Linked DNA regions of Mus musculus: region 1 is linked to region 2. A link is a contact called in public promoter capture Hi-C data. All regions are on one chromosome and are shown on one strand. Each heading gives the region's core, a stretch centred on a gene start, on an enhancer-like site or on the middle of the called end of the contact. The rest is flanking DNA. Distances are from core to core; before and after follow the strand shown. Region 1 has its middle 350 kb from the start of 1700019E08Rik. Region 2 holds the start of Gtdc1 (glycosyltransferase-like domain containing 1).

Region 1 (6,214 bases), core at 1,220-3,719, 1.1 Mb before region 2:
GCAGTTTTCACCTGGACATGGTGTTACATGCCTTTAACCCCAGCGTTAGGGGGCTGAGGCATGTTCAAAACCAACCTGATCTACATGTCAAATTTTAAGTCAACCAGAACTGCATGAACCCTGCTTCAAAAGAAAATAAAAACTAATAATGATGCAATTTTTGATCTGTACTAGTTATCTAAACCATCACTTTACAATCTAAATTCCCATCAATGACTAGTGTTCAATGATTATAAATTAATTATAAAAGACAGTAGGCTACGATTTGGATGTGTGCAGCTCTAAATAAATGAATCCTCAAAAGACTTTCGTGTGTTTAGCATCCTTAGTAAGTACTGTTCTGATATGTAACATATCTGAGACAAGGGTTAACGTAGCCTTACCCAGGTGGGATCCTCCTGTTTCCCACCCCTGCTTCAGGATGACAGACAGTTATCAACAGGCCCGGTTTTATGCAGTGTTGGGGACTGAATCCAGGACTCTCACATCCTAGTCAAGCCCTCTATCAACTGAAATTACCAGTCTTGTTCTTTTAACTTTTTACATAAAAACAATGGTTGGAAAAAATAAACTACAGAGTAAGTAAAATTAATAAAAGAAAAAAATTTAAAAAGTCCTAGAAATTGGTAACCTTTTAATTTAAAAAAATAAATTTAAATGTATACAATTTTAAAAAAAATGAGTGTATGGTGTCACTGGAAATTTTCCTGGGAATGGTTGGAAATATGTATGTGTGTGTGTGTGTGTGTGTGTGTGTGTGTTTCATACATCTAGAAACTGAAAAAATCTTTAAATATGCATTTGCTCAAACAGTAATAAAAAGTAAGATGAGAAACATCTTCCATGGTACCATTGTTGACTGCCAGGAAGCTCCTCCCTAGTGCCAGGCAGAGTTCAGGATTGTGAATTCATCAGGAAAACAGCATTGGGGTCAGAACTGTATGAGACTCAAAGGACGTTTTTCTTCACATGTATGTCACACTCTGTGAGGATGTGCCCAGCTATTATTATATTATTGTTGGTGTAGATATGAAGTTCCTTGGATTTCGGCCTGCTTGTAAGAACACCAGGATTATATCAGGGTGTATACCATTTCTGCCTTGTTCAGCCCCCACTATGACTCTGAAAGTAGCCTGAAATTATTTCTTTGTTCTTAGTAATTCAAAATAATAAAAGCAGGTTGATCAGGACATTTAGTTTGCCATCTAAGATATTTAGAGTCAGACTGGCCCATTGTCTCCTTTGCTCTGACAGTCTGTACTAATCTGTCATGGTTTTAAGGCGTGGCTTCGTTATAATTACACATTTTCAGCACCGTAGTTGAGAAAAATGAAAATAGTTAGGAAAGCAAGAATGAAGTAGACAATTTCAGGATTTAAACAAACAAACAAACAAACAAAAAACTATAAAAATGTGTTAAAATGGTAAAGAGACTGGGGTAGCGTTTTACCTACCTGGCTATGGATTATCAGAGAGCCATCCATAAAGGTAAGAAATGAAAATTAATCTGAATTCAGGAAGTTTTGGTGACTCAATCATCTAGAAATGGATGACTGTGGAACTGGCAGTGGGCGGTACTTATCAACCTTGCTCCTGTTGACTTTACCCCAATAGTGGGTACAAAGCTCATGGGATACAATTAGAGGACACACCTGTTAAAATTCAGCTGCCTCAAGGAGGGTGGTCCTTAATCCTAACCACTGAACATTAGCTGAGTAGATTATTTTGTTTTTAATTTTTCAATCACACAAATACTGCTGTGGGCTGGTCTCAGACTTAGATCTTCTCAAGAGGCTTCAGGTCACAGCTGAACAGCAGCGTCTTACCCTGTATTTCACATCTTTTCTATTTTGATATGTAAATTGAAATTTTCATTTGATGTATCTTTATGTCTGGCTTCTTTAGCTCTGATTTATTTTAGGTTTTAAAATGTGGCTATATTTACTGGGTATCAGTTTTTAGCTGATGAGTATGCAGAGATGGTTTGATGTGGGATAATCCTTCAGCATGGGATTTGGAGAAGAAGCTTGAAAACAGTGGCCCTGTAGTTGTCAAAATGTGCTCTAGATTGGAGCTTTAACTTTAGCATCAGCCTCCCACAGAGCAGTCAAGAAGTGGAAATAATGTGGCACCGCCCAGTATCTCCAGAATGTGATACTGGAAGGGTCCCGGGAAGCATACTTTTTATAAAGATGTCTAGAGAACTTAGAAGTACTTTAAGGCTGAGAATGGATTAATTAGACATTCTGTAAAACCATGTTAAAATGCATTTACAAACAGTGGGCAACTAGAGACAAACTGTGTTTGTCTTGCATTCCTGTTTTGATTAGAAAGATTGCGATTCCAGGAAAGTAGGAGTCATGTTCATGGAAAGACATTTGTAAATTATCCCTAGAGTAATCCATGCCTTTGCTTGTAAGTTTGCTAGTCATAAGTTCTGAAAGATTCTGAATAATTCAGCCACAATCCAGACATACAAGAAGAATGCAAGCTCTATAGTAGTTGACAGGCATGGAAAAAGGTGGGACTCTAGTCCACACATTCCAAACTGCAGACTTAAAATGAACAAATGTCTCAGGGGATGTTGAAATATCTTTTAGTCATGAAGAGATAACATGAAATGAATCCTATAATAAAAGACTTGTTTGAAAATCATCTCATATTATGGGAGTATTTCTACACAAATAATTCATTCCCCAAATCTATGCCAAAAAAGATTATTAACAGTAAAGGAAGCAAAGGAAAACCTTCTAAGTATTAATCATTGGCTTAAAATTAGAAAAAAAAAAAAAAAAGGAAGATCAGCAATCTCCTTAAGGGTTTAAAAGAAAATTGTACTCAATTCAGATAAGAGTCAAAACTGAGCAGAGGGAAGTTCCAAGAGGCCTTGGATTTCTGTAACAAAGCTTTCTCTATTCTAGGGAGACCTTGACTAAAGTTATCTGACACGTTGGTTGTTATTTAATTTAATTTAATTATATTGGGGTTAGTTTTATCTCCAGATAGTCCCAGAATAAAGACATTAGATAATGACAGCCTAGTGTTTTAATAAGGAAAGGCAAAATGAAATATACATGTACTACAAAAATATTATATAATATATATGGCTACAAGATGCACTTCAACCTGGATAGTTTTCATTTAAACTCAGCTCTTATACATGTGTAGCATAAGGACCAGACAATAAATCAGAGCAAATGAGAACATGAGTTTGATAAATCAACTGTTAAAACAAATCGTTCACGCTCATCTTAAGTGGAAACTGACAGGTACTTTGGAAAGCCTGTTGGACGGTGTTTTGCTGGGGCAAACCTGAAGGAATGTCTAGCTGAAGTGGACACAGGTGAAAGACTGAGGCTTACTCATGAAGGAAGTTTTCACTGAAGCACACACAGGAGAGAGAATGTTCTGCTAAAGCAAGCACATCAAAGGACACGTGATCTAGGGCTCTTTGCTAACATTAGAAAAGTTGATTGCATAGTTGATCTTCATTTTTCAAGACTCCATGAGAGAAATGTACCCAAAAACTTCTAGTGGTTTGTTGCAGTTTCTTGCCTGTTCTTCAGATTCAGGCTGATTGGCAGATTGATATCCACTGAGACAGATGTACTGAGGCAAAACCTGGGGAGGACATATGATGTTTAGAGGGTTTAAATAGAACTTGAGGGACAGTGACAGAGGCTGAGCTAGACTTGCTTATAAAGCTGACTGTGCAAACCTTGTTGGCCTAGAATCTTCACTGGTCTTCGACTCACCTGAGAGAGGCACAGCTGAGAACCTCTCCTAGCATCCCTTAGGCTCTCTCCTACTGACTCTTACCAAGGCTGAGGCATGGCTGTCTCTGCCAGTGCCACCAGTGCTGATTCATGTTTGTTATCCCGCCTCTACCAAACTGGACTGCTGAAGTATCCTCAAAGTGTTTGTAACTGAATCCAGCTGCTGCTGCTAACCTGTGAAATGAACTGCCAATTTCCAGATAACACATATGGGATTTGCTCCAAAGAATCTTTCTAAACAGGTCTACCTTCCCCATATTCTTTATTTTCTATTACCTCTGGTGGGTGGTGGACAAAAGGGAGATTAAATTGTTTAAGAATCATTATTAAAAATAGGTTTTGAAAAAACTAAAGTTACACTCATCAACATTGAGTTACCAATTTGTACAGTGGCTTAAAAGTCACAGACCACATGAAGTTCAAGAAGAAGAAAGACCAAAGTGTGGTTGATTCGGTCCTTCTTAGAAAAGGAACAAAACACTCATAGGAGCAAATATGGAGACAAGGTGCAAAGCAGAGACTAAAGGAAAGGCCATCCAGAGACTGTTCCACCTGGGGATTCATCCCAGATACAGTCATCAAACTCTGACACTAACATGTATGCTAAGAAATGTTTGCTGAAAGGAGCGTGATATACCTGTCTCCTGAGAGGCCCTGCCAGGACCTTACAAATACAGAGTCGGATGCTCACACCCAACCATTGCACTGAGTGTAGGTTCGGTTCCCAATGGAGGAGTTAGAGAAAGGACTAAATGAGCTGTAGGGGTTTACAACCCCATAGGAAGAACAGCAATATCAACCAACCAGACTCCAGAGATGCCAGGGACTAAGCCACCAACCAAGGAATACACATGGCTTCAGCTGCATATGTAGCAGAGGATGGCCTTGTCAGGCATCAATGTGAGGAGAGGTCCTTAGTCCTATGAGGGCTCGATAGATGCTGTAGTGTAGGGAAATCTAGGGAGGTGAGGCAGGAGTGGGTGGGTGGAGAAACACCCTCATAGAAGCAGGGGGAGGAGGAGAGGGAAGGTGTTTCTGTGAGTGGGGGTGGGGGACACCAGGTAAGGGGATAACACTTGAAATGCAAATAAATTAAAGTACATAAATACATACATACATACATACATACATACATACATACATACACACATACATAAAGGCCATCCAGAGACTTCAGATCCAGGCATACATCTGAAATGTAACAAGACGGTCTATTCACTAGTCTTATATTGGATGCTATCCAATAATGTAACACACTACTTTTTTTCTCCTACAGGACACTTACTGAGACCCTTAAGAACTCATTAATCTGGGAGGCCTGAAGAACATGAAAAGTAGATGATCAATTTGAGGATACTTGATACCACTGCAAATACCTTGATGCAGGATACTTCCATGGTTGAGTAAGAATCGCAAGACTCTCCAATGTCTGGAAGTAGTGATGGTTACCAAACTCAAGGCTGGTTCTATGTTGATATGTGCCAAAAAAAAAATCCTGCAGAAGAAACTAATTTCTATCATACCTGCACATGTATACTGTAGGATAGTAACAATGAAAATACAAAAAGGAAAATCTAAGGTAACTCATCATTTTTTAAAGTGCCTTAGGAAAGTACAACTACTCTCCTAAGTACATTTAGGAAATAGTTGCTTTGAACAGTCAGGAAAGATTTTGGAGAATATATATATATGTATGTATGTGTGTATATATATATATATATATATATATATATATATATATATATATATATATTGGAGAATATATATATGTCACACAAACATTAGCTTTCCAGCCTAGAATTCAGTATTCTTTTCATTTTTGTACATTTATTTAATTATTTTTTTGAACACATGGGTGTGGTGCATGTGTGTAAGTGTTTCTGTGTTTCTGTGCCATGGCATTTGTGAGCAGATCAGATGAAAACTTCCTGGAGTCTGCATTTCCTATCCATCAGGTGGGATTCAGGGTTTTAACTCAGGCTGTGCAGCTAGACATCAGTGCCTTTACCCACTGAGCCATTTTTACTGGCTCTTCTTCATTTATATTACTGCAACCTTCAAATATATTTGTTTGTTGGAAAGCAAACACATACTATCATTTTTGGAAGAGAAAGGAAAGAAGTGGTATGGAGGGGCCTGGAGAAGCATGAGGCAGCTCTGTGTCTGCATAGCTGTGGGTGTTGACAAAGCTATGATTACAGACATAGACCAATATATTTCTAAAAAACGCCTCCTAAAGTGTTTCAAACAGAAGATAGTTAAGGCAGACTTGCTTCTTTCCAACAGTTTCACTATCCTTATAAATGTAACCTGAATTCTACATATGTATCTGTTTTGTGGTTTCAGTCAGACAGTCTTTTGATGGTTGAGTTCTTCAGAAAGAGGATCCTAAGGTGATGTCTGTGTGGTGTGTTGATGGAGGCAGTGGCAGTGTCTAG
Region 2 (6,361 bases), core at 3,506-6,005:
CGCCGTCTTCTAAATCACATCACAGCACATCAAACATTTCCCCCCATTTGAACTTGGTTGGCAGACACTGATTCCAAGCAACACATAATTACTGAAAGTCTAGTCATGAGGTGAGATTATGTAAGCTTTCTTTGTTTTTAAGAAAAAAAAACTGAAATTCATCCTTGATAAAAGGTACAGGATGACGCACAGTAGGAAATGCTTCTAGCTCTAGGCCAGAAGGTAACAGTGATAAACCACATTTGTTCATTCTCTTGCATTGTAGTATGGGATAGCTATGTCCCAATTAAAGATATTTCACCAACGAAGAATATATTTTATACTACCTAGGCTACTGGTATTTTTGGTCTCTCTCAGCACCAATAAGACTTCTAAGGCTAAATATGATGTTAATTTCAGCAATATGGTAATTGTTTAATGCTAGGAATCTGTAGTCACTGCTGACTTGAGGAGCTTTTAGGCTAGCAAACTAAACATAGTAAATTTCATGATTATTCTTAGAATAATTTTCACATTTTTTTTCCTTCAATGAATTTAATGCAGCTTTCCAAATCACCCCAAGAGATTAGATGCTCCCAACAGACCCCCAAATGAAGTATATTCCAACTAAGAAAGAGTGCTAATAGCATTCTGTCTTTCAATAACACCTAACAAATTAATATACTCTACTCACTAACGTAATACAATCAGGAGAAGGCATGCACATACATGTATGGACACAACCGTGGCCAAAGTCTGGCTGGCTTATCCTTGGAAGCTCAAGGCTACATCACGTCAAATTGATGGCTTCAGGTTTCTCCCTCTACTTTGTCTGCCAAATTTTCTAATCTATTTCCAGGGAGGAAAAATACTCCTTAATTGTCTTGCAGTGTGCTAAACAAAAGAGCATCTGGTTTGGCTGAGCTGTCTTCCAGATGGCAAAAGGACCACTTGAAGTCATGGTAGCTGTCTCTGCACACTTCACAGGATGCTTTTGTTTCTTCTTGGTAGAAAGGCTTGCCTTCTAGCTCTATTCCTCTATGTGAGACTTCTCTTTTTCCCTAGTGAAAATCTAGAGTTCAGTGAGAATGTATGACGCAACTAAGGTCATACTGCCTACCTGGTCGAGGCATCACAGGTAACAAATATAGGTTATTGCTATATTCCAAGAGAAGAGTAAATGTTCTGGGAGTCATTTATGTGATGGAGTTTTGGTCCATAAAAGTAAATCAGATACATTTTGGAGATATTTATTCTTCTTTTAATATAGAGACAAAAATTAGACACAGATAGGAAAACTTAGATGGACCTAAAATTCAATAGTGTCCTTAAAGGTAATTAGAACACTTGTGTACTTTGTAGATTTTGAGTTGTGCTGGTTATTTTAGTCAGCATTCATTGCCTCCATATCACTTCTGACTCTTCAGAGACATTTCTCTTTGACGTCACACATGACATCATTGTTGTTAACCAGATTGGCCTTTGCTTAGTGCCTATCTCGTTGACCTTTCTGCTGCTGCATGCAATGCTATAGATTTTCTGCAACTAACACCACCTACCCACTATTTAGTCTTAACATTTTCATTTTCATTGCTAACCTTGCCAGTAACCTTGTCTACTTCTTATCTCCTGTCTGTATTATCATGCAGGCTTGCATTTGCTTTCCCAGGTCCCCATCTCTCCTTCAAATTCCCAATGCCAGAGGGACTAATCTTCCAAAGTCTTTACTGTAACCTGACCTCAAAAGCCCCTCTATTCACAAGGCTTTAATATCTCCCCTAATTCTTTCCTTCATGCTTTCCCCAGTTTCTTATTCTAGATGTCTTTGGCTTCTCATACAGTCTTGAATACATGAAATGTGACTCCTTTCGGGTCTCAGAGAGAACTTGTTTCATTGCTTTGCCTTTAGTACTTAGAAAACTGCAAAGTTCACTAAAATTTGTTGAATAATGACTCTATAGATCATATCATTCCCAATGTGTTCAGCTATAGCCTTCACAATTTCTATATTACTTCATCTTTCTGTACGTAAGGCTGTTCTCCCTGTCCATGGATTATATTTTGTATTATGTTTGGTGCATTGACAAGAAGATTACAAGCTACTGAAAGGAGAGATATTTTTATATTCTTCCTGCCTAGAAAAAAATATATATACATACATACACATATATATATATATTACTTATTTTTAAATTTATTTTTTACTGTAACATATAACTCACAATAGAGAACATTTACATTAACGTGGCTAAAATAAAAATAAAAATAAGCTGATCATAAGAATGGCAGGATAAAGTCCATGGGCAGGGCCCGGTTAAGGGCTCTTTATCTTCTATTTGAGTTTCAAGTTAGGTTTGTGGAATGAGAATATGATGTGGAGGATTTTCCTTGGGAAGGTGCCTTGTTTCCTTACCCAGCAGTTTGTAGGCTGTTCCTACGAGTGTTGTCAAGGACCTGGGGCCTAGGTGGCTCTTACCGACTCTTGCCACAATCTCCACATCACCTTGGACTTCTTACCTTCTGTTGCTTTCTATGTATGCTCACCAAACCCAAGTCTTTCTAAGTGGCATCGATGTGCAGTATTCCTAACAAGATTATGGCCTTCTGATCTTTTCACCTCATTCCTCACCCTCCTTTCTTTCCTGCCCAGTCTACCCACAACGATTTCCTACTAACCTGTGTCTCAGGTTGAAATCTAGGTCCTCTCCCAATGGCTCAATCCTGCATCTCCACCGGGCTTGCTCTTGTTTCTCAGCTATCGTGTTTTACCTCCCTGATCTAACTTTCCCTCATTCTTGGTGTGCCTGTTTTCTTCACAGTGCTTTAGTCCAAACATTTTATTTTACTTTCTGTCCTATACACAGCGCTCTAGACGATGGGTCTCCTTTTTGATGTTGTGGTCTTTAAGAAGTCTTTTCTTAATTCATGTGTATCATTTCCCCACTTAACATTTTGGAAATTACTGTTGAGTCCTTGATTATTAGTGTTGAATTATCATTTCATGCCTCATATTTTACCTCACCAATAATGTTGTAATTTTCTTGACAATAGAGATTTCATAACTCTTTTAATCAGGCACAGCCTTTGGCCCCTCTGAGGATGAATGTGCTTGGTTGGACCAAGGTTCCAGAGCCGGGGCCAGATGTCACTGAGATCATGCAGATGATCCCTGACTGAGAGATGCAAGTTGCATAACAAGAATCCTTGAACATACTAGGGTGAGATGGCTTCTGACAGCATTACCTAAGCTCACACTCACAGACCACGGATACTGAGACAGAGCCTCAATGTCAACGAATTTGGACCTTAAGTGACTTTATGCTTGTAGCTCTAAATCCTATGCTGACAAGTATGTGAGACAGGTCTTGGGAAATCTGGGCATATTGGCTAGGCAACTCATTTTCTCTGGACTTCAGATCTTAATCAGCAAAATAATAATAAAGACTCCCGGTGATCTTAAGTATACAATTCATGTATAAAATTATGGCTTTTTCCAGATTGATGAATAATAGTAGGCTTTGGGCTTTTCCCCAATATTTTATTCTGTGAAAAAGGATTTACTAGATCCATTTGCCATTTGGAATTCTCATTTTCAGCTTTCTGCATTCACTTTTTTTGTGTTTCCCAATTTGTGTAAAAGTAGATGGACAGATGGTTTATTAGGCTTTTTAAATGCTCGGGATACTGTTGTTCAAGTCAACAGAGGTTTTAAGCTTTGGAGGTCCACATAGAGTGTGGGCTTTGTTTAGAACAGAAGATCGTTTTCACTGTTCAATTTAAGGATAACAATGTTTTCTCACATAACTTTAAGCAACTTGTGGTTGTAACTCCAAAGGCCTAATCAGGCTCTGTTATTTTGGTATGCTTAATGCATTTCTGCACTACAGTCTGTTCCAAGTTGTAGCTTTAAAAATGAAGTTACCAGATAAAAGCATAGACCTACCGTTGCATGTTCTGTCTTTGCATGAATCATTTAATCCACAACGTGATCCCAAATACGAAATCACTAATTCAGACTCACAGAAATGTAAGGGAGATAAATTCCTATTTTTAATAGAAACCATTTAGACTTTCTTGGATTCTTTCTGACTTTTAATTGCTCTGTAGCTGCTCTTGTGGGGACCGCAGATATGTTATTATTAATACTCTAAGATGCATCTGTAATACGTATAGTCTCGACAGCCAAAAGGCTGCATATAAGTTAAGTACAGGAAACGCCAGCATCGGCTAGGAGAGGTCCCGCAAGAATTCCGAGGGGGGGGGGGGGGAAAGCGGGGCGTGCTGACCAATACCTGCAGGAGGGTGTGCACTCGCCTTGCGGGGTCCCCGAGGCTTAGGCGCGCCCGGAAGGACAGGGAAGGGGACTACAGGTGCCGGCTAGCCACCTGCCTGAGAACGTGCGAGCCGGTGAGTCAGCCCCCAGACCTCTCAGGGGAAGAGAAGGCCGCAGCGCGAGCGAGCGGAGGCAGCGACCAGAGGAGTGAGAGAGAGTACGGAAAAGCCGAAGGGGCGGCGGGGGCGCTGGCCTGACTGGAAAGCGTACGCGGGGCCCGTGGGCGGAGAGCAGGTGTGAGGAGCCGCGCCACCGTGGAGAGTTCGCCCAGCACCGCGCGTCCTCTGAGTCACCGACTAGGCGTGGAGGCCGCCGTCCGGGGGCGGAGCCTCAGGCTTGTGGGCGGGGAGGGGCGGGGCGAGGGCGGGGCCGGCGCCTGACGCGCCCCAAGGCCGCGGCAGCCGCAGCGGGGAGGGGCTGCGGCCTCGGTGGCGGCCGCGGGGGAGGGGCTCGGCGTCAGCGCGTCGCCAGCTGGGCTGTCGGTGGCCTGGAGGGAGCCGTGGAGGAGGAGGAGGAGAGGAGGAGGAGGAGGAGGAGGTGAGTCGCCTTGGCTGGGAGCTGCGCTGGCCGCGGGAGGCGGGGAGCGCGGCCCCTCCCTCCCGGCGCCCGCCTCGCGGGGCCGCGCCGCGCGGAGTTCCCAGTGGGGCGGCGGCCGCGAGGAGCGGAGGGGGAGGAGGGCGGAGCCGGGGCCGCGCTTCCCGGGCGCACGCGCGGCCTCCTGCTCTGCCCGGCCGCGCTGTGGCCCCGGGCGATGCTTTTCCCTAGCGCGGAGCTTGGGAAGGGCAGAGTCCAGGCGGACACTGGGACATCGTGCCATGGCTCCCGCGCAGCAAGGCCTGGCCTGCGCTTTCCTACTCGGGATCCACCTCAGGCGGCGAGACCCAACACCTCGCGGCCCCTCATTAGAGGATTCGGCATAGGCCTGATGTTTCCGCAGGATCCCGCCTGACGGGGCTTTCTAAAGCGAGGAAGGGCTCTTGGAGTTAATAAGTCTTTACAACTAACCGAACGACAGCAAAGTTGCATTAATAAATCAGTTTAACCCTCGATCTCGCGATAGGCAGCGTCTGCACCCCAATTCCCACTTCGCGGGGCTCGTGCAACTTTTACAGTCGTAGAACTACCCCTCATTGGATAAGCTTTGAAATAATTCTTAAAGTTAGTGCCTTGAGGCCCTGGGAAGTTCAAAGGAAAGGGCTTACATTTTCCCTCCCATCTGTATCACAGTTAAGGAAATGGAAAACGTGAATTGAAGGCGATCGTTCTCCACGCTGAGGATCATCGTCCCCTCTGTGCCCAGCTTGCGTGACTTAGCACCCCTGAAGTTGACTTTAAAGCTTACTGTAGTGGTTAGGTAAAGGAACTGCTGTGGGGGAAAAGGCAGTATAACTCAACAGAGCCATTTTATTGTGTCTTATTAACCCGTTTACCTTAAGCTTTATCAGTGACAAGAGTTTCATGTTGGAACCCACATACCCAGTGAGATACTGAATTTTCATTAGTACATTCCAGGTTTTGATGTGAAATAGATTCTCAGCTTCAACTGAGAAGAATTATACACTGTTGTCCTTAGGGTCTTGTTCTGTATTTAATGAAACAGTTTAATATTGAGGATTGGGGAAACACATTTTGAATCAGGATACTCCGACAAACTTAAACCATACCTACGAATACACTTTATAGCAACACAGTGTCTTTACTTCTGTTCTGAAATCATGCTGACAGTTTTACCTTATAAATCCTAGACTAATAGGACTCTCTGTTGGTGAGGGACCTCAGCAGTGTTATTCAGCTTCACTATTTTACATTTTCCAGAGATTTAGAAGGAACTAACAGAACTACTTGCCTTTATTAAGGATTTACTAGATGGACCCTTCTGATAGACACTCTTGTACCAAACTTGATCCTGATTTGACCAACTCCCCAGCCCACTGAGAAAGTAAAATGCTTTCCTGACCTCTGCTTCTTTCTCTCTTGATTATGGTATCTTAAAACCTGCCAAGTAATCACTGACTTTCTTTTTTAGCCTCCCTTTCAGATCATGGAAGA

The links. Promoter capture Hi-C pulls out the DNA fragments that hold promoters and counts their contacts.
Region 1: a promoter capture Hi-C map of the 3T3-L1 cell line shows a contact between it and region 2, with 6 times the contacts expected there. The contact joins the enhancer-like site here to the promoter of Gtdc1 in region 2. A contact is called at or near these places in 3 of 39 promoter capture datasets (the 3T3-L1 cell line, frontonasal cranial neural crest and pre-B cells) and 1 of 115 datasets of contacts at active chromatin or transcription factors (large pre-B cells).

The regions. Positions count from the first base shown.
Region 1 is chr2:46,046,461-46,052,674 of GRCm38.p6, reverse strand. No RefSeq gene overlaps it. Among named protein-coding and RNA genes, the nearest start is that of 1700019E08Rik, 350 kb to the right of the region's middle. Within about 2 kb of position 2,469, at least 10 of the 459 cell types and tissues checked have an H3K27ac peak or open chromatin away from gene starts, as enhancers often do.
Region 2 is chr2:44,925,630-44,931,990 of GRCm38.p6, reverse strand. Gtdc1 (glycosyltransferase-like domain containing 1) reads left to right here and starts at 4,755. Exons shown (of 11, transcript NM_001362987.1): 1 at 4,755-4,849.